Regions from separate parts of the Mus musculus genome. Here all the other regions are linked to region 1. The links are chromatin contacts, called in public HiCAR-type and promoter capture Hi-C maps. All regions are on one chromosome and are shown on one strand. Each heading gives the region's core, a stretch centred on a gene start, on an enhancer-like site or on the middle of the called end of the contact. The rest is flanking DNA. Distances are from core to core; before and after follow the strand shown.

The links. Promoter capture Hi-C pulls out the DNA fragments that hold promoters and counts their contacts. HiCAR-type assays count read pairs that join an accessible place to other places.
Region 2: a promoter capture Hi-C map of 3T3-L1-derived adipocytes shows a contact between it and region 1, with 2.2 times the contacts expected there. The contact joins the enhancer-like site here to the promoter of Ccdc150 in region 1. A contact is called at or near these places in 10 of 39 promoter capture datasets (the 3T3-L1 cell line, 3T3-L1-derived adipocytes, the C10 cell line and 5 more), 1 of 115 datasets of contacts at active chromatin or transcription factors (astrocytes) and 1 of 9 other capture datasets (macrophages).
Region 3: a contact with region 1 is called in a HiCAR-type map of astrocytes, with 2.8 times the contacts expected there. The contact joins the promoter of Dnah7a here to the promoter of Ccdc150 in region 1. A contact is called at or near these places in 6 of 39 promoter capture datasets (the 3T3-L1 cell line, the C10 cell line, embryonic stem cells and 1 more) and 1 of 115 datasets of contacts at active chromatin or transcription factors (astrocytes).
Region 4: a contact with region 1 is called in a HiCAR-type map of astrocytes, with 2.7 times the contacts expected there. The contact joins the promoter of Pms1 here to the promoter of Ccdc150 in region 1. A contact is called at or near these places in 3 of 39 promoter capture datasets (HPC-7-derived erythroid cells, hippocampal neurons and liver) and 2 of 115 datasets of contacts at active chromatin or transcription factors (astrocytes and large pre-B cells).
Region 5: a promoter capture Hi-C map of liver shows a contact between it and region 1, with 3 times the contacts expected there. The contact joins the promoter of Osgepl1 here to the promoter of Ccdc150 in region 1. A contact is called at or near these places in 11 of 39 promoter capture datasets (the 3T3-L1 cell line, the C10 cell line, cranial neural crest and 7 more), 1 of 484 Hi-C or Micro-C datasets (embryonic stem cells) and 1 of 115 datasets of contacts at active chromatin or transcription factors (astrocytes).

The regions. Positions count from the first base shown.
Region 1 is chr1:54,246,852-54,252,053 of GRCm38.p6, forward strand. It overlaps Ccdc150 (coiled-coil domain containing 150), which reads left to right and starts at 3,832. Exons shown (of 28, transcript NM_030025.2): 1 at 3,832-4,034. The coding sequence starts at 3,978. It overlaps Gm51622 (a long non-coding RNA gene), which reads right to left and starts at 3,762. Exons shown (of 3, transcript XR_003947818.1): 1 at 3,438-3,762. Gm25829 (a small nuclear RNA gene) reads right to left here and starts at 2,357; the gene lies at 2,251-2,357.
Region 2 is chr1:53,726,938-53,732,028 of GRCm38.p6, forward strand. All of the region lies in intron 4 of Gm32311 (a long non-coding RNA gene), which reads left to right. Among named protein-coding and RNA genes, the nearest start is that of Dnah7a, 23 kb to the left of the region's middle. Within about 2 kb of position 1,779, at least 28 of the 459 cell types and tissues checked have an H3K27ac peak or open chromatin away from gene starts, as enhancers often do. A contact at or near this core is called in 3T3-L1-derived adipocytes, where this site is marked.
Region 3 is chr1:53,704,995-53,709,782 of GRCm38.p6, forward strand. It overlaps Dnah7a (dynein, axonemal, heavy chain 7A), which reads right to left and starts at 1,790. Exons shown (of 66, transcript NM_001252070.1): 1 at 1,684-1,790. The coding sequence starts at 1,698. It overlaps Gm32311 (a long non-coding RNA gene), which reads left to right. Exons shown (of 5, transcript XR_373404.3): 2 at 1-34.
Region 4 is chr1:53,294,692-53,299,922 of GRCm38.p6, forward strand. Pms1 (PMS1 homolog 1, mismatch repair system component) reads right to left here and starts at 2,337. Exons shown (of 13, transcript NM_153556.2): 1 at 2,195-2,337. Ormdl1 (ORM1-like 1 (S. cerevisiae)) reads left to right here and starts at 2,404. Exons shown (of 4, transcript NM_145517.4): 1 at 2,404-2,497; 2 at 4,281-4,461. The coding sequence starts at 4,288.
Region 5 is chr1:53,311,846-53,316,920 of GRCm38.p6, forward strand. Osgepl1 (O-sialoglycoprotein endopeptidase-like 1) reads left to right here and starts at 1,779. Exons shown (of 8, transcript NM_001285839.1): 1 at 1,779-2,013; 2 at 3,011-3,254. The coding sequence starts at 3,034.

The sequences.
Region 1 (5,202 bases), core at 2,582-5,081:
CATGAATGGGTGTTGGATCTTGTCAAATGCTTTTTCTGCATCTAACGAGATGATCATGTGGTTTTTGTCTTTGAGTTTGTTTATATAATGGATTACATTGATGGATTTTCGTATATTAAACCATCCCTGCATCCCTGGAATAAAACCTACTTGGTCAGGATGGATGATTGCTTTAATGTGTTCTTGGATTCGGTTAGCGAGAATTTTATTGAGGATATTCATAAGAGAAATTGGTCTGAAGTTCTCTATCTTTGTTGGATCTTTCTGTGGTTTAGGTATCAGAGTAATAGTGGCTTCATAAAATGAGTTGGGTAGAGTACCTTCTACTTCTATCTTGTGAAAAAGTTTGTGCAGAACTGGAATTAGATCTTCTTTGAAGGTCTGATAGAACTCTGCACTAAACCCATCTGGTCCTGGGCTTTTTTTGGCTGGGAGACTATTTATAACTGCTTCTATTTCTTTAGGGGATATGGGACTGTTTAAAAGGTCAACTTGATCCTGATTCAACTTTGGTACCTGGTATCTGTCCAGAAATTTGTCCATTTCGTCCAGGTTTTCCAGTTTTGTTGAGTATAGCCTTTTGTAGAAGGATCTGATGGTGTTTTGGATTTCTTCAGGATCTGTTGTTATGTCTCCCTTTTCAGTTCTGGTTTTGTTAATTAGGATTTTGTCCCTGTGCCCTCTAGTGAGTCTAGCTAAGGGTTTATCTATCTTGTTGATTTTCTCAAAGAACCAACTCCTCGTTTGGTTAATTCTTTGAATAGTTCTTCTTGTTTCCACTTGGTTGATTTCACCCCTGAGTTTGATTATTTCCTGCCGTCTACTCCTCTTGGGTGAATTTGCTTCCTTTTTTTCTAGAGCTTTTAGATGTGTTGTCAAGCTGCTAGTATGTGCTCTCTCCCGTTTTTTCTTGGAGGCACTCAGAGCTATGAGTTTCCCTCTTAGAAATGCTTTCATTGTGTCCCAAAGGTTTGGGTACGTTGTGGCTTCATTTTCATTAAACTCTAAAAAGTCTTTAATTTCTTTCTTTATTCCTTCCTTGACCAAGGTATCATTGAGAAGAGTGTTGTTCAGTTTCCACGTGAGTGTAGGCTTTCTGTTATTTTTTTTGTTATTGAAGATCAGCCTTAGTGCATGGTGGTCTGATAGGATACATGGGACAATTTCAATGTTTTTGAATCTGTTGAGGCCTGTTTTGTGACCTATTATGTGGTCAATTTTGGAGAAGGTACCATGAGGTGCTGAGAAGAAGGTATATCCTTTTGTTTTAGGATAAAATGTTCTGTAGATATCTGTCAGATCTATTTGTTTCATCACTTCTGTTAGTTTCAGTGTGTCCCTGTTTAGTTTCTGTTTCCATGATCTGTCCATTGGTGAAAGTGGTGTGTTGAAGTCTCCCACTATTATTGTGTGAGGTGCAATGTGTGCTTTGAGCTTTACTAAAGTTTCTTTAATGAATGTGGCTGCCCTTGTATTTGGAGCATAGATATTCAGAATTGAGAGTTGCTCTTGGAGGATTTTACCTTTGATGAGAACGAAGTGCCCCTTTTTGTCTTTTTTGATGACTTTGGGTTGGAAGTCAATCTTATCAGATATTAGGATGGCTACTCCAGCTTGTTTCTTCATACTATTTGCTTGGAAAATTGTTTTCCAGCCTTTTATTCTGAGGTAGTGTCTATCTTTTTCTCTGAGATGTGTCTCCTGTAAGCAGCAAAATGTTGGGTCTTGTTTGTGTAGCCAGTTTGTTAGTCTATGTCTTTTTATTGGGGAGTTGAGACCATTGATGTTAAGAGATATTAAGGAAAAGTAATTGTTTCTTCCTGTTATTTTTGTTGTTAAAGTTGGCATTCTGTTCTTGTGGCTGTCTTCTTTTAGGTTTGTTGAGGAATTACCTTCCACCTTGTTTTTTCTAGGGCGTTGTTCCCGTTCTTGTATTGGTTTTTTTCTGTTATTATCCTTTGAAGGGCTGGATTCGTGGAGAGATAATGTGTGAATTTGGTTTTGTTGTGGAATACTTTGGTTTCTCCATCTATGGTAATTGAGAGTTTGGCTGAGTATAGTAGCCTGGGCTGGAATTTGTGTTCTCTTAGTGTCTGTATAACATCTGCCCAGGCTCTTCTGGCTTTCATAGTCTCTGGTGAAAAATCTGGTGTAATTCTGATAGGCTTGCCTTTATATGTTACTTGACCTTTTCCCCTTACTGCTTTTAGTATTCTATCTTTATTTAGTGCATTTGTTGTTCTGATTATTAAAAATATGGAACGCTTCACGAATTTGCGTGTCATCCTTGCGCAGGGGCCATGCTAATCTTCTCTGTATCGTTCCAATTTTAGTATATGTGCTGCCGAAGCGAGCACAAGTCAACATTTTAAAATTAGTTGAAAATTTGGAGGGAGATCAAAAAAAATAAAGTGTGTCTAGTCTCTTCAAAGACAACATTAGAAGCAGAGTATGGCAATATATGTTTGAAACTATCATTCAGGAGGTTGAAACAGGAGAATTTTCTTGAGTTCAAGGCCAACCTAGACTATATTAACATGACTCTCAAAAAGTAAAAACCCAACAAACAAATAAACAAAAATATCCACCCAAACCAACCACAAAATTAGATGTTGAATGTGATGAATTTTCAATTAAAGAGAAACCGAATCTCTAGCTGATAAATTTATTATCAATATTGAAAATTTTAAATCCATTTCTCCAACTTTGCAATTGTTTGACCTAAATTCTTACTTGCCAGGTGATGGACACAAGAAGTGAAAGGCACCGACTTAATTCAGTTTAACTCTCTGACTACTGCCTAATCGGGAGACGTGAGCTTGTGAATTTTCTCATCTCACCAAAGCCTGAGGCTTTTCTGGGGAGTGCATACATGTGTCCTTCATCTGTTCTACAGAAAAATCTTGTTGAATGGAAGTGAAATCATATATACACTGAAAATTACCAGCTTTTTTTTTTTTTTTTTTTTTTTTTGCACTAATGCGTTTTCATTTTTATGTTTAAAGTTGTTTTTGAACAAAGGCATTTCTTTTCATGGGTCATTCACAGTCTTATGAATGTCTTAACAGCTGTGGCTCAATGGGCAGGTATCCTCCCCCCTGCTCAGGAGGCCCCAGTCACCAAAAGAATCAGAATAGCATTTCTGTCAAGACACCTGCGAAGTGACAACTCTCAGACTCAACTCTCAGACTAGGTTTATCAGGTTTATTCCCTCAGCCAGAAGGAAGAGCTTTGATTGCCCTGTGTGGGGTACCAATCATTTGGTCCTGTGTCCTGAAACTCAGGTGAAGTTGAATACCACGTTCTTAACTATAGGAGGGTTTTCACGAAGTGTAAACACTTTTAAGGCAAAACTGAAAAACATGACACCTTTTTTCTCCTTCCCCGGCTTTTCCCTTCTTTCCCTTCCTTCCTCCCTTTCCACCGGCTTCGTTTACCTGTCAACAAGGAATCAAAATCTACGCTGAAGAGACAGAAGACTAGAGAGTAGCGTCTGCGTGGCTTACTCTCTACCTGATCGTTATGAAAGAGGACCGAGTGGATTCTTTTGACAAGAACGAGCTGATTTTTTTTACATTCTTGTGTTCATTAACAAAATATTTGTTAGTTTCTCATAGTTCATACGTTATTTGGTCCTCTGGTTCTCCAACAACTGAAAACATCTGATCTTGGCCTCTTCTTGCTTCCTGCAGGGTGCGCCTAGTAATTAGGGCAAAGCCGACCCAATCGAGGAGAGGGCAGCAACTACGTTTCCCAGCGTGCTCTGCTGGAAACACAATGGAGTTTGGCGTCATCCGGGTCACGTGGTCTCGCGTTTCCCGGAGCACTGAGGGATTCCGGCCAGGGTCCCTCCCCAAGTGGAGGGCCCTGCTGGGCCGGGAAAACTACACTTCCCGGCATGCCTCACCTCGGGTGCGCCTGCGTGCCGGAGCAACCCTGCTGGCGAGCGGGTTGGTTTAAAGAGCTGTTTTAGTTCCATGGAAACAAACTTGCTGCCTGGAGGACCGAGCTACGGGCTGTTGGATGAATCAGGGGTGAGGCTGCCGGGCCCACACAGGAAACTGAGGTGGGCGGCTTAGGGGGAGAGACCACGCCTCAGAACAAGGTTCCTTTCCCTCCCAGCCCGAGTCCAGTCCGGCCCTGGAGACCTCTAGAGCCTCGGTTTACCTTGCTTCAGCACCCTGCCTGGCTGTGAAAACAAGCCAGGTTAAGTTGGCCTTGGTTGGACCACAGCTGCAGAAGGGTGGCCAGCCGCTGAGACCTCTACTTTAGTTGCTGTTCCCCATTTAGGTATACAGTTAGTTGAAGGTTCCTGGCGAAGGCTTTTTCAACATTAAGGCATGGTTTTCTGCCACTTGTTATCCTCCCTGGTTTGCTTCCTGGACGTGAGGCGTCTCCATTTGTATTTGTACACTGTTTCTTGCTTGAGCGGAGATAGATGTTTGTTAAGTATTGTCGTGTTTGGCACCCACAACAGCCAAGATACTATGCTAGGCTCAACAACACCAACAAAAGGATTGTAACCCTACGTGAATCAACGTGGGTCAAACACAGATTCTTGGGGTTTTGTTGGTTGGTTGGTTGGTTGGTTTGTGGACTTCCCCCGTGCTAGGGAATTATACACAGGGACAAATAAAGGGCTATTTTAAACTAGCTGCTTTCCAGGCACCATTTGGGACATAACACACACCCGTTTCCTTCCTCCGACAGAAATTGCATGCTCCGCGACAGTAAGATCCATTCTGATGCTGACAGCAGATATCTAGAAACCCTTTAGAGACATGAATACAAATGTGGTGTCTCTCAGTCTATGCTACAAATGCCATAGTACGATTAATGCCAATAACCCCTTTTGCACACGACTTGGTCCATGGTTTGATGAAGACAAGCAGGCACTTCACCTGCATAGGACTAAATTCTATTTTGTCATCTGAAGAGAGAGAACTGAAGCCAGAAGGTAGAAAGGAACATACAAGACCTAAGATGGGAGGAACCTGGGTTATTGCACAGCGGAGTGCCTGCCAAGACCATTTGGTAGTGTGTGCCTGTAATTCTAGCCTTGGGAGGTAGAGACCTGAGGAGAAGTTTAAAGTCATCCTCACATCGAGTTTGAGGGAAGCTTGAGCTACACAAGACCCTGCCTCAAACCTAAAATAAGTAAATAAATAAACCGTAATGAGATGCATTTATGTATTCCTTCCT
Region 2 (5,091 bases), core at 529-3,028, 520 kb before region 1:
GTACAGTAAGGCAGCTGTGTGATGATTTACTGGAAAATTCCTCCAAAACATAATAGGAGCTGCTGCTACAAAGGAAATATTTTCCCTTCAAGTGCATGCTATTAAAGTTCAGTCTGTTATGTACTCCAAATACCACCCTGTTAAAATCTGAGATCTTTCGCAATAACCTCCCCCTTAGGGACTTGACTCTTGTTCCATCCTTCTCCAAAGCCATGGCACCACTAGGGTGAAATTCATGATGTGAGTCCTAAACTCCAGGGGACTCATTCCTTTCCTGCCGCATCCAGCACCAATAACTAAGGATCCAAGTTCATTCTTCAGGCACACAAATGACTTATGCTAGAGGGTGCAAATCTGATAGAATTTTGCCTTCAACTAAAGAAATGATCTTATACTTCCAAGGGTAGGGATGGGGTGGGGTGGGGATAGAGTGGGGTGGGGTGGGGTGGGGGAATGTATGATTTATAGGGTGACTGGACTACTTGGAGCATGGGTCCTAACCTCTACACACAAGACCAGCATGCTAGAAACTGGTCCTCTTGCTCTATAGGGACCTGTGAAAACATTGAGGTGGGCAGCACGCAGCACAACCACTATTCTACATATATGGCACACAATTGGTACCAAATTTGCCAAAAACCTCTTAATCGTCCCCCAAGCAGTCTTATGGAGCTTATTCCTTGGCTCTGCTAATTCCAAGGGCATTTCTTAGGAGTCAGCAGAAACCTCTTGGACTCTACACATCATCATATTTATACATACACTGGTTGGTTCAAACTACAAGGTTGGCTTCTTCTGTGCAAAGGGCACCACACCATTGCACTGTCTGGGGGCAATTATCCCAGAGATTTTGGTCTATGTGGGAAAATGGAAGAACGGTGTGGAAAGGCAGCAGTTGTAACAAGAGGTGATCCCTGGTTACTTTGACATTGCAACCACCCACCCACCCCAGCCCAGGGGAGTCCCTCTACTAGACAACTTTATATCTGGTTGTCGATTCCTGGTGATGAGAGATTAGATCTTGGGTTTGGACTCCATCTGAACCTGACCGAAGGTTGAACCCTCTAGCACCAGTTTCCAGGTTATTCCCCATCAAACCTGAGTCTGGAACCAGTTTTCAGGTTATTCACATACAAATTTGCACCTCCAGGTTACAAGCCTGCCCCTGGCACTTTACACCCTAACAAACACCAATCAGGAGGAAAGCAGAAGTAAAGTTTATGGTTTGGCTCCCAGCACCAGCCAATTATTTCAAAGGGCAACAAAATTTCATAATATCCCACCCCCAATCAGATGTGTGCCAGGCTTTAGAAACCTCCTTGCTTGCTTGCCGTTTCCTATAAAACCTGTCCCACTGAAAGCTTGGGGCTTCACCAAGCTTGAATAAAGAGACCCTAGTGCAATTGCATCAGAGTTGACTCCTTGGTGCTTTGGGGTTTTGTTGTTGTTGTTGTTGTTGTTGTTGTTGTTGTTGTTATGTTTTTGGGGGGTTTTTTATGCTTGTGAATGAGGCTCAACAATGAAGCTGCTTTTTACTTAATCTAGAAAGTTTGTTTTTATGTGTGCCTTCATTTGATTAAAACTCCAAGCTTTTCTTAAACATGGAAATGATCTGATCACAGCAGGACATGCATATGGGAGCAGGTTGCTCAATAACTATGGTGTATGTGCCAACTAACCTGAGCTGGTTCTGACCTCTGACATGAAGCTCTGTTGTAGAACTGGGAAGCAGGGGGCTGAGGCTCTAAAGGTTGCTTTGCAGGGAAAGTCTGAGTCCCTTTGTGGGTGATTCAGCTCTGCTATGCATGGGGAAGATAAATTGTCACATGCTTTACTCTTGCTGAGGGGTGAGGGATTGTGGAAAGAAATTTGTTTTTAAGATTCCAGTGAGTTTGAAAGGGCTCTATCTGAGAAGATACGAATTGGGTCTGCAATGAGAACTTTTCCTTCCTTATGATAAAAGATTATCCGAAAAGTTATCTGGAACTGTTACTACGCAGCAGACTCTTTGAGCTGAGTAGATAAGAATGGAATTCCATTTACTCTGCCACTCAACTCAGCCACTGCCTGCTGCCTCAGCTCTGAAATCTGTTCTGAGTCACAGCAAGAAGTCATCAGAGGCTTTGGGGATGCTTGGGCCCGTTCATACAGTGTCTTTCTGCATAAGCATGCTAAACATCTTGCATTCTGACCCTCAGACCTGTCTGAGAATAAATCTGTAGCCTTGTGAGCCCCACAGCCGGAGCCATCCTTTATACCAGCAAGGAAAACATTACACCTAGATAACCTGGCATGGTGTGCTGCAATGTTGGTTTGAGTATTTCTGCTACAAGGAACAGTAGCTACAACTCAAAATAGCTTAAATAGGGCCTACTGTCTCGTTCATGAAAAGAGAAAGAGAGCATTGGAGTCAGTAAGTTTCAGGTTAGCTAACTCAACAGCCTAACGGCATCATGAGGTCCAGTTTGTCATGTCTCATCCTCGAGTTTCTCAACCTGAAAGCTGAGCTGGTCTGCTCCTGGTTAAATTTGTTTACTTCAGTTCAAAGCACTTGGTCAGTAATGCCCGAAAAAAGTGGTAGAGAGAGCTAGCTGCACCACATATTCCTTTCCAAGCACTGGGAATATGTTATGTCCTCAGAAGCATGAGGCCATCCTAAGCCAGTTGCGAGGGAAGGAAGGAATCAAGTAGGGCCCACTGGAGCCATGAAAAGGGCTTGAAGACCTCCTTCCTGGTTTCTGTAAGGAAGGACAGGGATAGAGGAATGTGTGTGGCAGACAGTGATGATAACAGTGTCTGCCCTCCCTCAAGGATCCTTCAGAGCAATCAGCTTTCTGACTGACAAAGCTTTATCTCCAGTGCCCACTAATAAGGAAAATGAAAGAGTTGTGCTATAGATAAGTCATTATTAAATGCCTTAAATTAAATTAATTTCAACTGTAATTCTTTTAAGGCAACAAGAATGATTGTTAGTAACTTAACAGTATGTTTAATTACTAATATATTAATGATAAATCATATCTATTTTGCTATGCTATATTTTAATATTGAAGTATATTAATCTTAGTATTTATACCAATTAAGGTATTTGGCATTAATAAAGTATTGGGAATTCATATATACACATGATTGTGGGTGCATGAGAAAACTAAGAAGAATGACAAGAAACATGAAAACTGAGGGATGATTACCCCAATCACGAAGGTACAAGATCAGTGGGTGAAATGGAATGAACAATACACAAAGGGCTGGTATTTGCAGTGCTTCTCTTCTTGATCTTGGCTGCCTGGCTAACAGTGTAGTCTTGAGTCTCAGCTCTGTCAGCATTCTACTTCAGCAGGCATACAGGACAATGCCAGGAGCACCTACCTGGTCCATTTCTTCCTATTCATTGTTACTTAATGATGAGAAAATGTAATCAAATGGACACCCATGGCCCAATGAGAAAAATGTGCATAAGCCAAGAGTTACAATTCACTCAATTCTCACTCTTATTTTTTCCCACATGGTAAGATGATTGTAATTTTTAAAACAAACAAACAAACAAGCAAATGGAAGAACTAAGGCATGAACTAAAGGACAGTAATGATTGTTTAGCACAGATAAGAGGAGACTGACTCTTAAAACCACAAGTATGGGTGATCAGCTATATAGTGGCATTCAGAGAGAGGCTAGAGATACACAGATGCCAAAGAAACATGGAGGCAAAACAGTCCAGTGCTTGGAGCTGATTAGGTTTCTATCCTGGCTTCCATCCCATGAGCTCTGAGGCCTAGATCCCTGGATTTCCCTTCTCATTGCCTTGATACTGGGATGACAGAGATTCTGTATATCAATTAGCTTCCCATCTGTGGGACAGTTAGAGCAATGTCTGATGCACAGCTGCCACTCAGTGCCAGCTTTCGTAATTCTAGAATGTATTTTTATGACTTTCTTCTCCCTGCCCCTCTTTTTCCTTGCCATACCTCATCTGTGTGTGATCTCCATCACTAATTCTCCCAAATAAGTCTCAGCTCTATGAGACCCAGTCTCTGACCTGACAGAGGTGACAGCAGTAGCACTGGCCCCTCAATGCTCTATCCTGGCACTCCCCAGTGACTCTGTTCTGCTATCATATGGCTCACATGTGTGCTTAATGGGTACCTACTCTTCACTATCAGCTGGAAGGTGAACATACAGAGTCTCTTGAGTAATATGCAGAAGAGGGACCTGAAGCCCTAGACGAGTACATGTGTAACTCATTGAGAGAATCAATGTGGGTGTAGTTGGATGTGGTGAGCCTTAGATAGAGACAAGTCAAAGAAGTGGCTATCTCAATTGTAAATGACAACTTTCAAACTTTGAAAAATCCACCAACCCCAAGCAGAAAATAACTGGCATTAATCTTAATGATCCAGTAACACATCCCTCTCTTTTTGTCTGAGACATATACATATTTTCACTAGGTTTTCCTAACTTCAGTTGTCTGCATCATAAAAGTTTGGTTTGTGTTTATTTTAACTCACTGAAAATTCCACAGACCTCACTTCAGCTGCTCAGTCCAGAGAATTTCTCCTAAACAGTTTTTGGCAGAAATGTTCTCACTTTCATGTTTGATTAATAAGTTAGATAGAATATAATGATATTACTGCCTCTTTCATGATTATCATCATTGACATTTTCCATAAAAAGAAACTTTGATTGGGCATCAGTCCCCTAAGAGAAGAGAATGCGGGCCTCTGATTCAGTTACAAAAGGAGCTGAATTTGATAGCCCTAAACTACCTGCCAATAATAGCCTTGTAGCCACAGATAATGTGACTACTGGGTGCTAAGGTTTGGAGTTAAATGAGTGAAGGCCTACTGTGTGCCATAGTCTTTATCCTCTGTCCAGTTCTTTACAAGTTCGTCCAGTGACCAACATGTGTGTCCATTCACGGCAGACAGCCCACACACTGATGAAGGCACCAGACTATTTCCAAAGGCCTTGGCCTTTATGTCTAAATTAAGAAAAAGAATACAGGAAAAGGGGTCTAAAACTCAGTTTTCAATCTGTCATTGGGATTTGGTATTATTTAGACTGACCCAAAATGATTTTAAAATCTTTTCTTAA
Region 3 (4,788 bases), core at 540-3,039, 540 kb before region 1:
TGCCACTGCTCACTGCTTCAAACGGAGTGACAACGTAAGTAAATGTCATGTGAAAATGGAATTTCCGAAAATTTAATCCATTTATTTGTTTTAGATTAAAGTATAGAACTTTCATCTTTTCAAAAGGAAAACTGTAGTCTTAAATTAGCATAGGTGAAAAGAATTAATAAAAATACCTTTCCAGGAAAACCACTGTACAGTTAACAAAAGAACTATTTTAGATTTTGACAGTATAGATTGTGGTTGCATGATTGGGCCAAAGTCTTACTTGGCCATCAAGCAAATGAGCAACTCGAGTATAGATGGTAACGAGCTGTGATTTTGTTAAGAATCACACAGGGAGGTCTAGTGATTGCTTGGGTGGTTTTTGTTGTGTTTTTTCCTCTTACATGTATCTGTAATTTGGGGAAATTCTTTCCTCATTTGTTCGTGTACTGGTCATTGTTAATTGTACTTAGATATATGAAACAAAACACCTGTCTCTTAGTTCTTAGTTAATATGTGGATTGCAAAAAACTGAAAACTTTCTCCAGCATTTACATAACTACTGCTTACTTGGTTAGCAGGCTTGACATCCTCTGCTAGTACTCTATAACCTATATAATCTATAACTATAGCTGTAATAGGATAGATATGACATGTCTTTCCAAGGAGCTCTTGTGTCGAGGGGTGACACCAATTGGTGATGAAAATGCTACTTTCACCCATAAATTAATGTAAGTTTGTGGGAATGGGCCATTGAGAGTAAAGCCCCGCTGAAGAATGAGGGCTATTAGGGGTGTGCTTTCAACCTGTTGCTCTTTCTCTAGCCTCTTCCCCAGTGCTCTCTGCCATGCCCTCCTCCCTGCCTTGATATAGACTTCAGTCCAGCGCCCAGAAACACCCAGAACCCAGCGACCTCTCAAGCCATGAGACAAAATAAGAATTTTCTCTCTGAGTTGCCTTGCTCTGTTTTGTCACAAAACCTAAATAGCACAAGATTGTAAACTACCCTCCCGTGTGAGAGAGTGCATGTGCCGGTGACCGTGCGTGTGCGTGCGTGTGTGATATGTCCATGTTTTGTGTAAGGGTGCCCCTGCCTCTGCCCAGAAGCCAGTGAATCACTCACTGACTTACTACTTTGAGACAGGGTCTCTCACTTAACCAGAAACTAAGGGGTTGGATGGGAAGTTGCTGCAATCCTCCTGTCTCTGACCCTCGCAGAGCTGGGTTACAGGCAAGCTCAGTCACACTGGGCCTTGAAGTGGGTGCTGGGGATTTGAGTCTATGTCTTCATGGCTTCATATCAAGCTCTTAAGCACTAAGCCATCTCCCCAACCCCCACATCATCTTTTGCAGCCATTTTCACAACAAACTCGGTTTATAAGAGAAACCACTATGGAGGGATGAAAAATCTTAAAAGCTGAGTACAATTTTCAGATTGAGAATCAACTTTTTATTTGGGTTGAACTGGCATCAAAACCGCCCACCCTCCTCCCACCCAAACACTCCCAGTGTGCAGCTGGGGTCGCTGTGGAGCCAGTTTCCACCGATGGCGCATCCAGTTTGTGTCCCGTTGTTACGACAACGAGGTCCAACGGTTGGGAAGGAAACTGGAGGGAAAACACTCAACGCCAGGGTGGTACTGGAGTCTGCTCCTGCGTGCCTGGCCCCCGGGACCGACCCTGGCGGCCCAGCTCTCACCTTCTTGCTGCTCATGGCGTCGACTTGCGGGCCAGGCAACGCCGGCCGGGATCGCTGCTGCGGAACTCAGGACCTGGAGAGGAGAGTTGTTCGCCGCTGGACAGCTCTAGGCTCTTTCTGAGCTGAGAGCTTTAACCGCCGTGGTCGATTCGTTGCTAAGCAACAAACTGGCGGATTCTACTTCCGGTCGTCTGCATCTGCGAGATGAGGTGCAGAACTTTCTGAGAGGTCGAGCAGGGTGGCTCTCTGAGGCCTAGGTGGCTTCCAACACAGCCCTCACTCCACTTTACAGAGGGTGGCAGGCAACTGTGAGGAGCGAAGACCCCTTGATGTCTAAGTGGGTCCTCAAGTTACTGCATCTTTCACCGAGTCTGCGTGGGCGTGGTTCTCTGCCTTAAGCCTTCATTCGGCTGTTTCTGCAGATTTCATTGCTAATGTAGGCAAATAGAATAATGACAAGGCACTCAAGACTAAAGCCTGTAAAGTGCTCCATATCCAGGAGCCTCAGTGTTCAGTTCTGTTGACTTCCCTAACACACTAGAAAGTGAGCCTTCGGAAATTCATTTAAATCCACGCGTGATTGACTACATGAACGAAGCTGTGCCAAGACAGTCCCTCAGGCATAGGCTTGGGTGACCGTAAGGCATGTGTTCATAACTAATAGAAACAGTGCTGTGAGTCATTTCTCTTAGAAGATGCAGAAGAAACGTGAAAGCTGAGATTTGAAAGAGGAGGACACATGCTGTGCAAGGAATATTTCGGGCAGAGCAATCAGATGCAAAAGCCTGAGACATTTCATGGTTATTAGAAGAACAAAAAACAAAAATCAGAAGAACAGAAGAAAATTAGAAGAACAAAAACGAAATCTATCAGACTGTCGTTGGAATAAAGCACATTGGAGTCCGGTGATGAAGATGAAGATAAATAAGTGCTCTATTTTAAAGATCTGGTAAAATAGAGTGAGGAGTTTAGACTTCAATGTAAACTGCCTCCTACTGAAAAGTTTTTGTTTAATTTTGTTTATTTATTTTGGTTTGGTTTTGAGATCGTCTCATTTCTTAGCCTAGACAGGTCACAAACTCTCAATCTGTCTGTGGCAGCCTCCCAAGTGCTAGAATTACAGGCTTATGCCACCATGCCTGACGGTAAACGTTTTCTGTTGAGAAATGGCAGGTTCCTAACCTAAAATTTATGTGACATCTTAAGGGATCTCGAATGGCCAAAAACAACGTTTTTTAAGTGACATATTTGGAAGCCTCATATTTTTTTTTATTTCAAAATTTAGTACAAAGCTACAGTGATGAAACAATGTCTTCACAACAAATGATACTGAGGAAAGTAGATATCCACGTGCACAAATGTGACATAGACACTTAATGTCACATATAAAAATCACCTCCTGTAGGTGGATTACCTACATGGAAGAACTAAAACTTTAAAACCTTTAATGAAAACAGAGGGTCTCATGGCACTTGATTTTCTTTTGGTTTTATTTTTTATTAAAATCTTATTTATTTTATACACATGAGTGTTCTGCATGTACCCAGATGCCAGAAGAGGACATCAGACCCCACTACAGATGGTCCTGTGCCCAGGCCTGCAGGGATAATCAGTGGGGACCCAGGGCAAGGGAGTGAGAGAGTGGGAGGGAAGGAGACAGGAAGAATGATAGCAATTCAATCACACTGATCAAGCTCTGAAAAACTTTACTCAGGAGTGTCAATATAAGCATAAGCAAAAGGAGGCTCCAAGGGAGGGGGAAGAGCCCAGGGGCTCTCTGAAGGTCAGGTGGCAATCTTCAGCTCTTGGAACCAACGGTCACAGTGTCCTCTTTTCCTACAAACATTCTTACTGTTAATACAACGAATGTTCTCTCAGGATTGTTTATGTAAGCTAGAAAATATCCACAAGGCCATGGCTCCCAGCAGTTGTGACCCACCATGTGTTTGCTGGGAATTGAACTCAGGACCTCTGGAAAAGCAGACAGTGTTCTTAACCACTGAGCCATTTCTCCAGTCCCCTCTTTTGGTTTTATATATTTATTTACTTGGGGGTGGAGGGAAGCATGTAGAGGTCAGAGGGCAATCTGTGGGCATTAGCCTCCTCTCCTTCTACCATGCATGTTCCAAAGATTGAACTCAGGGTAGCAGACTTGATAGCAAATGTCCTTACACACTGAGCTATTTCACTGGCTCTATGGCACTGGGTTTTGCATTAACTTAATAGATCTGACCCCCAAAATAACAGAAGAAGACAAACTAACTCAACCCTATTCAAAGGCAACATTCAAAGGTATCATTCTTTGTGCAACAAAGAAACTATCAGACTAAAATGGCAATATGTGGAATAAGAACAATTCTTTACAAATGTTATACTGGAAAAGAGATCTATACTCAGAATATTAACAAGTACTCGCAAGGATGCAGAAGAGCCAGAGACCTTGCACTACAGGGCAGTGTAAACTGGTATACCTACTAAGAAAAAACAGCCTAATGGTAACTCAGAAAACCAGAATCACCTCATGGCCCAAACATCAAATCCTTAAGCTCCAATTAAAGGGTTCACAAAGTATGTAAAGCAAGAACAAATGGGAATCTATTTTTAAAACAACCTAAATACTAAATACCAATAGCTTAAAAACTGAACAGAAGGGGAAACCCTAAAAAAGAGCTCAGAAAAAGTGACCAGAGTTAAAAAGAAAATGGAATAATAAGACAACCAAGGCAAAAGGTGTTTTAAGGGATGTGATAAGTGATATCAAAGGCTTCTGAAAGAGAGTAAACTAATGATTTCAGGTCGTCAGGGGTGAGCATACCATGGAGCTTTGGAGTGGTGCATTGTGATACAGCAGCACTGGGAGGGGCCAGAAGAGAACCAATTGTAAACATAATGTTATGGTGCACTGTGTAAAGATTATCCTTGGATTACTCAAATGTTGATCTCTCTGCCTCCATTTCTGGTTGCAAGACGAACATGCCATGTAATGGTTATTCTGTGTGTCTCCTGCCTGAATATTGTGTAAACATTGCTTCCCATTTAGTCACTGATTTGCCAATAAAAGCTGATCAGCCAATGGCTGAGCAGAAAAGAGAATAGGGCTGGACT
Region 4 (5,231 bases), core at 1,087-3,586, 950 kb before region 1:
ATATCATCCCCCAGCCCAGTGGACCTCCTAACCTCCAATTCATCCCCTGTCTTAGTTAAAGTTTCTATTGCTTCCATGAAACACCATGACCAAAAAGAAAGTTGGGAGGAAAGGGTTTATTTGGCTCATACTTCTAGATCACAGTCCAACAGTCCATCACTGGACGTCAGCACAGGAACTTAAGGCGGGCAGGAACCTAGAGGTAGGAGCTGATGCAGAAGCCATGGAGGAGTGCTGCTTCCTGGCTTGCTTCCCCTAGCTTGCTCATCCTGTTTTCTTATAGAACTCAGGATCATCAGTCTAGGGATGATGATATTGGACAGCACCCACAGTGTGCTGGGCCCTCCCTCACTGATCACTAATTGAGAAAATGACTTACAACTGCATCCTATGGAGCCATTTTCTCAATTGAGGCTCTTTCCTCTGATGACTCTAGCTTGTGTCAAGTTGACACATGAAAACAGCCAGTACATCCTCTGATCTAGTGTACCTCCTATCAATTTCTGGATTCCAGGGTCTTATTTATCTTCCTTCTAAATATCATACTTAGATGACCTAAAAGACAAGATAAATATTATTCTATCTCAGAATCGCTTTTTCTCTATGATTTGCTTGGTAATAAAATTAATAGCCAACATAGGAACTTCATGTACTATCTTTTATATTCCTCTACACACATTACACATCTATTACAATGGAATGGAAAATCTTGTTAACTTGCAGAAGATTACCATATTTCTAAGACATATGCATATTTTGGCTCAGAAGGCCACACCTCAATACTTTCCAAGCAAGCAAGTTAGAAATCTCAACAATACTGTAAGAATTCCCACCATATACATGGCACCTGCTCCTTCCTGAGTTTCTTAGAGCATTCTTCCTAATACCACTTCTGGTCAGCCCCTTAGTATTTCTCCTCTGAACGACTCCAATAACTACCAAATTGATATATGGATTTAAATATTTGTAAGTTGTTTCTATAATTAAAGTATCTTTGCTATCCTACTTTAAATTTTTAAGATTTTTCAACTGCTAAGTATGTTAAGTCCAAATTCCCTACTACCCTATCTCTCTAATTTCATCCCATTTTCCAAATGTACACACAGTACTAATCTGGTCACACTACAATGTGGCTCTCTTTACCTAGATGTGGTAGGATTTCCTGGGCCACATGACATTTTTCTGGGATGTCTTGTGTCAGTTCCCAAAACTCTTTTTCCATATTCCAATCTCCCAAGAGATTAGGCATCCCTTCGTTTTTTTAATTCAAACTCATAAATGGCTATTTTATTTATCTGTCCCTTCCTCTCTGGCTCATATTGCTTTGAGGGCAGTGAATGTATATTGAAAACATATTCAGGAATGTGGCATATTATTAAGGGGTGTGCACTTAAAGACCTCCTCTGAAAAGCCAGAGGGTTGATGTTCCAGCACACAACACATGGAGTGTGGGAAAAGAATTCATACCTAGTGAGGACAATCCTACTGTTGGAACAGTCCTAGTGTTAGAAAAGAAGTCATGTTTACTGAAGCCAATCAACAGTCCTGGAAGTATGCTGTGATCAGAAAGAGAAACTGATCTACAAAAGCAAAAAGATTAGAGAGCTTGGATTTTAGGGAGAAAACAGCAAATTTTACAACAGAATAAATCCAACCCAACCATCACACAGAACCAACACAAATAAAAGATACCTACACACACACACACACACACACACACACACACACGCACGCAAGCATTCTGTCAACTTTAAAATGTTTTTCAGAGTTATTTCTGAAATAAAACTCACAAAGTTTTATAAATACAAATCACCAAGGTTAAAAAAAAAAAAGTACTTTCAAAGATGATTTAGAAAGAGAATGGATTAATCAAATCTTTTTTTCCTCCCCTTCCTCATAGAGATGAACTTCTGGTATTCACATCTCTTCAGGATGTACACTGTCTTCATTGGGAATAACCACAAATTAATACCTTTTTGTGTGAGACAACGCACAGTGCTACAAGCCGCTACACTCTCTAGCAAGACAAAACTTTCCCACCTTGAACCCCAAGGGTCTGAGCTCCAACTACTGCCGAGCCAGCCCAGAGGCTTGAAACGCGTGCGCGCGAGCCCCGCAAATCCGCACCTAGCCCCGGGAGGCGCCTTCAGCCTCCCCGAGCATCACCGGGCACGCTCGTTCGCGGTGACACTACCTTCTAGCGCGCATTCACCACCCACAGCGGCAAGCACTCAGCAAACCCTGAGTTGCACGGCCTACTTCGCTGGACGTCCTTCGGACCGAAGCACGGCTGCGCTCAGCAGGACCCGCGCTCGCGCTCCTCTAAGGCCCGCCCACAGCAGGAAGTGGGATTGGCGCGGCTGGCAGCCAATCGGCTGCTCGCTAGAGCAGCTTGGCAGCCTTCCGGAAGCGGTGGGGCGCACCAGTAGCTCTAGCCAGAGGACCTACTGTGGCTGCCGCGGGAATTGTCCTGTGACCAGCCAGGAGCTGGCGGCCGGTAAGCTCGAAGGCTTCCTAGAGCTGCGGCACGGCCCAGAAGGCCTGCGGCAGAGCAGGTTCCTGCTGCCTCCGGGGCTCGCGCTGTGCACCCTAGGTGTCCGCAGGTGGTCGGCGCGCCGCGGAAGTGCAGCCGCGACTGGGGCGGTGGGTGTGCGCGGGCGGGGAGGGCCGGGTAGCGAAGCCTTTGCGGCACAACCTGCTGAGAAAGGGTTTCTAATCTAGCATAGGTGGCAATGTGAGGCTCTTTCCAGCGGGTTTGGGTTTTTAATTTTTTACGTTGTGTGGGATGTTCGAACTATTAAGCTTTAAAAGTGCATTATAGGTACTTGGTTATTATAGAAGCAAAATTTACGCGAGACTCTCCCTTAGTGTAACTTTCATCACTGCCTGTTCCATACATCTTGAGAAGCCGAAAGAACATTACACTCCAGAAACACTTGCGTAGCCGGGTGAAATTCCTTTCTTCAAACACTGCAATAGAAAGGATTTTAGGTATCTTTGAATAGAAGCTGAAATGTATTCTAGCGCATTTCCTTCTCTCAGACAACACCCATTTCAGTTTGATTGTAACAAAGTAAACTCTTAGGCCCCCCCAAAACTGTATGCTCACGACAATTGAGTACTAATACTAGAAATACTAATACTTAGTGTTTCTTCCTGAACATAAAAGGAGTAAGCGGGTGGGTGGGGGCGCGCGGAGGTAAATAAATAAATAAGTAGAGAGTTTGGCTAAAGAAATATTGAGAAAGATTCATGACTTTAACCTAGTTGTGGTACAAATTTGAACCCCTAACCCTATAAATTTTTCATTTTACATCAACAGCTTGTTATTTCTAGGTTCACTATTCAAATGGGGGCACACAGCCAGGCATTAGTGGCTTATACACTTGTAATCCCTCTACTCTACAGGAGGATACCTGTGAAAATGAGGACAGCCTGACCAACCTATACAGTGAAACCTTGTTTCAAGAGAGAGGGAGATCAAAGCAAAATGCTTTTGACCTCTGACTATGGCTAAAATGTTCCATTACATGTTAGCATCTTGCCACTCAGACTGGTTGAGCCAGTTCTGTCCCCCCACCCCCACACACACACATCTTTTTAAAATACTATTTTATTGGTGATTATTATATTTGACAAAACTAGCTCCACAGAGAAATAAAAGTAGTATGCGGAAAGCTCATAAAAGAAAACAAAAAGATGACCTGAAAATACAAAATGGGCTAGACTGCCACGGGAAGGGGAGTGGAGAGAGCAGGAGAGGGGATACACTAGAAACATGGTATAGGCATATATTGAAACATCGCAGTGAAACTGCTAACTTGAACAATTATATATTTAGCTCCTGGCTCTCACTCTGCTTACATTTTACATATATGTAATTTTTTCTTTTTTTAAAGAATTTTGAAATAGGGTATTGCTATTCGGCTAGGCTGACCTCAGATTTTGGCAATCCTCTTGAATGCTGGGATTACAGAACTGAACCAACACACCTGGATCCAGTTTGAGCTTTCTTTCCTATTATTCCATCTAGTTAAATTGACAGGCTAGAAAACAAGCTTTGGAAAAAGAAGCCATACAAATAAGCTTTGTCTACCTAACAGTAGTGACAGCCGGCACTGATAGTTTATTGCTTGCGCTGACCTCTGTAGAAGGCAGATTTTGGGGGTCTGTGTGTTCAGAGTGAGAAGGGGAGAAAATTGAAGTAACATTTTGTCATGTCAGAATGTGGGTGTTTAGGTTTCCAGCTATGGCACTGTTGATTTCTTTCTTTCCTGCAGAGCAAACATGAATGTTGGAGTTGCCCACAGTGAGGTAAACCCCAATACTCGTGTAATGAACAGCCGTGGTATGTGGCTGACATATGCGTTGGGAGTTGGCCTGCTTCATATTGTATTACTCAGCATCCCCTTCTGCAGTGTTCCTGTTGCCTGGACCTTAACCAACATAATACATAATCTGGTAAGAACTCCATCTTCTTTTCAGTATGGAGAGCTCTAAGATTGTCTGTCAGGGAGTTAAGGAGAAGGAAGCAGTGAGACACCATTGACTGAGTACAGAGCTTCAGTTTGGAAAGATGAGAAAAGTGGAGATAAGTTACTGGTGGTTCCTAACAGCACAAAGGTATTTAACACATTGTCAATCAAACCTATAACGTTAGTGGTGTTTGGACAGCACGCTGCTCTTCAGTTCTGAGGAAGGTGGATCTCTGTAAGTTCAAGGACAGCTCGGTCTACATAACAAGGTCTACGTGGTCAGGAAAAGGAAGACTGCACAGAGAGGCCCTGCCTTAGAGACAAAGAGGAGGTGAATATCTCACCATGATGCCCAGGATGGCTTTGAAATCCTTGGCTCAAGTAACCATCCCCTCTCATCTTCCCAAGTAAGTGGGACTAAAGGTGCACACCCACAGTACTTGGTGCATAGTTTGAATAGTGGTTTCTAGAAATGCTTGACTAGAAACCTAGTCACCTCCTTTTGACCAGAACTCTTATTTTGGCTTCTGTGGGATCACTTTGTCCTAGGTATACCTCTGGTTGTCTTCTCTTTTTCCTCCTGTCCAGTCTTCCTTTTATCTGCCCTTTAATATTAGTAATCTCTTCTGGTCCTTTTCTCTGATTCTCTTTATGCTGTATATTCTATCCAGATCATTCCACCTACCTGTATTTTCAGTTTCTATCTGTAGACTAATGCTTGTATTTAGATCCCCTTACAATTGAAAGCAAGCATAT
Region 5 (5,075 bases), core at 529-3,028, 940 kb before region 1:
ACTGGAAAGGAGAAAGGCAGCTGGCCATAGAATGCATGACTGATTTGAGGCTGGTGTGTGACTCAAGTGGGAAGCAATTCCTCAAGCTTGAAATATTAGCCATTAAGAGCACTGAGTTTATATCTACTGCTTTCATATAATATTCATTTGATCTTCATTGTGGTTTATTGAAAACAAAGATGAGAGACCAGCAGACTCACTATCCTAGCTCCAACATTATTACATTTTTTCACAAGTTAATAAACTAACAAGTTCTGATGACTTTTAAATGGTTTTCTAGCAATTTGTGATGTGTGACTCAGTAATCTAGAGTCCAGTCACTTCCAAGCCAAAGCCTGGAGAGGAATCAGATGCAGAAACCAAGGAATTAGGTCATGATCTTGCCAGGCTACAGATACAGCCATTCAAACCACTCAGCCTTCTCCAGGTTACTCCACTTTGTGTGCATTTCCAGTTCTCTACCTTTCAATTATCTGCATTGAAGATCGAGGGTTAACCTTAAGTTTTTAGCTCTCACAACTAAGAAAGTACCTGCCATAAAGGAACAGTCTGGATGAATGTGTGATAAAGTCCAGGTAGGCCTACAGGAGTGGGTATTTGTAGTCCCAGTTACTGTGGAGGCTTACAAAAAGAAGTCCGCGAGTTCTGGACAACATTGCAAGAACCTGAATCATAGATTTTTATATTTCATACACATGTACATGCATCTAAGTGGAACACGTAAGGTATAAGTATTGTAAAATTCTTCCTATTAAATTCACCTGAAGGTTACAAATGAGTTTGACTTCTGGTATTTAACCAAACAGGTTCCAGACTCAAGGTTGCCCTGGCCCATTCTGTGTTAGTCAGAGGCACTTAACTCTGTGACTAAATTCATTCAAAATTAGCAGCCCAATTATCTGTAAATGAGGCCACCAAGCACAGTATCTCCTGGATGTGTTCCTGACCCTGCTGGCACAAAATTGTTACTTTATTGTCACAGGTTGAAAAAAGTCTCAATTTTTTTAAAAGTAAGTTCAATATTGTAATTATGAATTTACTAGTACCTTCTCCTAGAGTTTAGTGTAAGTCTGTGAGAAGAGTTACCTGGTGGTGGTGGTGGTGGTTTTTTAACTCATCAAAGCAAAGATCCAAGCCCTTCCCAGCCTTGCATTGTAAAGCCTTTGCTTGCTACAGTTTTAAAGTTTAGGTAGAGAGGAAAGATTTGGAATACATCCATTTGATTGTACTAACAGGTTCACAAACCAGACCAACAAAAACAAAGCAAGATGCAATAATTAGTACATGCTATACAGAAAGTTGAAAGCTGACCTAGTAATCCGGGGCTATAGAATGCCATGGGTGCTTCACTTGGGATGATAAATGCAGCAGTTGTTTAAACTGTACAACCAAATACACTTCACTGAGAATCAAGTGCTGTTTTTGCGGGTGTTCTGACTTCTGATGAAAATACTTTCCCCATGAAAATGGAAGGTTTCTCAGGCCACTACCTTTTAAGTCTGGTGACAGCTTTCCTAAAATAGAATGACAGTAAATCCTACCCTTTTTCTCTTGGTGGCAGCAAAGTTCTAACGGAGGGCAGAACCCTTTCCTTAAATGCGGCATAGTGTGGGCACAGTGAGATCTACTGAATCTGGACACCTTTTCATGAGTCGCTATCAGCGTGACTTAGTAAAAGACCTGGTATTCACAAACCTGGCAGGAACGCCTGGGGCTATAAGAAGTTATTAAGCATTTCTTTACTAAGACAAGAGAAGGACCGCCGGCCCAAGGGCGGTGACGTCACTTCCGGGCGCCTGCGTAGTGCGGGCGCCCGCAGTTTCCTAAGGGGAATGGAGACTGCTCCCGCGCACGTCTTTCCTGTCCCAAGCTTTTGCTCACCACCAACAGAGACTCCGTTGCTTTCCAGCAACAGATTCCAGCTGTGTTGTCCAAAACTAATTCTTCTGGAGAGGCTGTGGGAGCTCACGACTGAAATCTGCGCGTAGTTTACTCTCAGCCCAGTCACTGCAGGTCTGCTTTCCCAGTTGACGCGTTCACTGTATTTCTAACCCCAGTTTTGCTCATTCCACACGTCTTGCAGTGTGGGAATACTAGAGTGTTTATGTTTAGTGATGGATGGATTGCTACCTTTTGGGGAGGAGTTGATGTGGGGAGAAGGGTTTAGGAAGAGGTTTGGGTGGTGAACCTATTACAAAAAGTGGAGATGTGAATCCGAAGATTGGATAAGTGTTTACGGTTGTCTTTGCAGAGATGCCGGGGGTTTTTGCTTGTTTTTTACAATGAACTTTATGAGAGGGCTTGCTTCCAAAATACAAAATTAAATCCTGATTAGTGAGCATAATATTTTAATAAACTGTCCAAATGCAGTACACTATTTTCTGGGGGAGAGGGGAGTCAATAAATGGGAGGCCTTTATTTTTGATTTGTTCTATTTGCCTTTAATTTTTAACATCACTTTAAGTAGTACTGTCCACATAACTATTATACTATAACATTAACTGTTGTATAAAGTGCGTGTTGAGCATGGTTTACCCAAAATGCCTGGACCAGAAGTGTTCCAAATTTCAAAAAAAAATTTTTTTTAATTTTGCGATGTGCCATATTCGTGACCAATTTGAGGATGAAACCCAGGTATAGATGTGAAATTCGTGTTTCATTTGCATCCTGTAAACACAGCTAAGGCAATTTTATACAATAATATTTTTAGTACTTTTTGTGTTTCCACTAACAACTCAGGTGGTAGCGTGCTTTAGAGCTTCTTTCACTTTGGGGGTGCTCAACTTGATACATTATAATCATTTTATATGCTTCTCATTTTTCTCTTGCAAAATTTGATTTATTCCTATCTAGTGATTTCTAGGACCTCTAAAAGATTTTGATAATGTTTTTACAAATGTTCTTAAAATTTTGAAGTCTGCATACTTAAAAAATAAGATAACATTCATTATTTTGTTTAAATAAATGAATTCATTGCAAATGACATAATATTTCTGTAACTCTTTTCTAGGAAGTATTTGTAGAGTAACAAATATGCTAATGTTAAGAAGGACAGCAGGAGCTATTCCCAAGCCCCCAAAGAGTAAAGTTTATGGATTTTTAAGAAGATTTAGTGTTCATCCCAGAACTCTCTCTTGTCATAAACTGGTCCTGGGAATTGAAACCAGCTGTGATGACACAGGAGCGGCTGTGGTGGATGAAACTGGGAATGTGCTGGGGGAAGCACTGCACTCCCAAACTCAGGTTCATCTGAAGTAAGTAGCAAAGGTTTGGGTCATTTTCTGCCTTTTTAAAGAAAAATGTCACCACTCTTTTCCATTTATCATGTATAAAAGTCAAAATTTAATAGTTAAATTCTTTTCTATTGTATAAGACCACTAAGTACCACGATAAATAGCTATGCCTTATGGTACACACCTTTAATACCAGCACTGCAGAGGTAGGCAGATGTTCCAGGCCAGCCAGTGCCACTCAGTGAGACTTGTCTCAAAAAAGAAAACAACAGACAAACCAAAACCTGCTGTAGAAATATCTCATACCTTGTCTTGGCTTTTAAGGCTTCCCCAGTTCACAGTAGGGTCTCAACATTTGCCAATCCTTATAACAGAAGGAAGCAACAACCATTCCCAGAACTAATAAATTTTATGATGTTTTTCTCAATGATGCCTTTTCCCCCTGTATATATGCTTTGTGGTTTCAACAGCAGTCCCAGGAAAGCATCATCTGATAGTTTAAAAAAACAAAACTATTCACATGTACACATAGAATTCACATAGTACTTAAGACATTGTTGTATTAAGCTTGGGTTTTTAAACCCAGCTGTTTGCAGATGACCAGAGGACCAGTGACTTAAACAATTGGACTGGATATAAAGTGTAAAATATACTTAGCTTTAACCAATTGTCACTCAAGAATGTAAAATGATTAGAGTATTTAAAATTTAAAATTTAAAATGATTAGAGTATCATAATTTTCAAAAGAAAGTGGAAATCCACATTTTAAACATAATCTCTAGTTTGTGTTTTTTAGATTACTCTAAAATCAGGTGGGAGTTTCACCTGTCGTCTCTACTTGCTTGCCTCAGGCTGATGTGTAGTTACATAATCTGTCACACTGAGAGCATGCATTTTTTTCAACTTTCTTGTCTGTAAAATCCAGATAATCATAATGCCAATGTAGTAAATGTAAATAAATGTGAATTATTTTAGCACACTTGCTGTAGTTTTTGACAAGTATAAGTGGTTCAATACAGTGTAGCCATTACTAATAGCAGTTCTGTGCCTGTCAACACAGTGAAGAGATCATTGCAGGGTAGGAAGTGTAGTAGTAAGGCACTGGTTGCTAGCATGTCCCTTCTTTCAGACCACCACTTTTTCCTTGCCACTTCCTATCCAAGTCAGCCATCCAGCTGTTGTAAATATAACCCTCAAGTCCTGCTTCCTCATCAACTTAGTTCAGTCCTCCCTTGCCTCTTACCTAGACTCTAACTTCAAATTTAAACAATGTCCTTATCTCTGCATTTCCCTCATCATCTGCATTCTTTATACAAATTAAAACATGATTATAAAATGTGTTCTCATTGCTTATTGGAGAATAAGGCCACCGTTTTACTCATTATTTGTCTTTATTGTTTAGCATAATTTTTATTGAAGAAAACACCAAAGAAGGCATGAAATGGCTATAAAAAGGAAGAAATGAATGGGAGGAAAGGACTTGAACTCAAACATTCAAACTCTCAAATTCCAATCAAATATTTTGATATGGAAAAAAACCAGTCAGCATATTGCTTTCTAGTGTTTTCTGACATCACAATCTGTGATGGTCTCCAGGAATCAAAAGACACAGCTAGAAAAGTAAAGAGACTTTGCATTTGGTGGTGGCAGTGAGAGTGTTACTAAACTAAACATTAAGTGTGGAGACTAAGATAAAATGGAATGTTAAGGGGAAGTGAAATGGCTCGTTAGTAAAGGTCCCTCCTGACCAGAGTTCAGCCCCTGGAACTTCACATGGTAGGAGGAGGACACTGACTCTGCAGGTTGTTTTCTTACCACCTCTACATTCACCAGCCCTCCCCT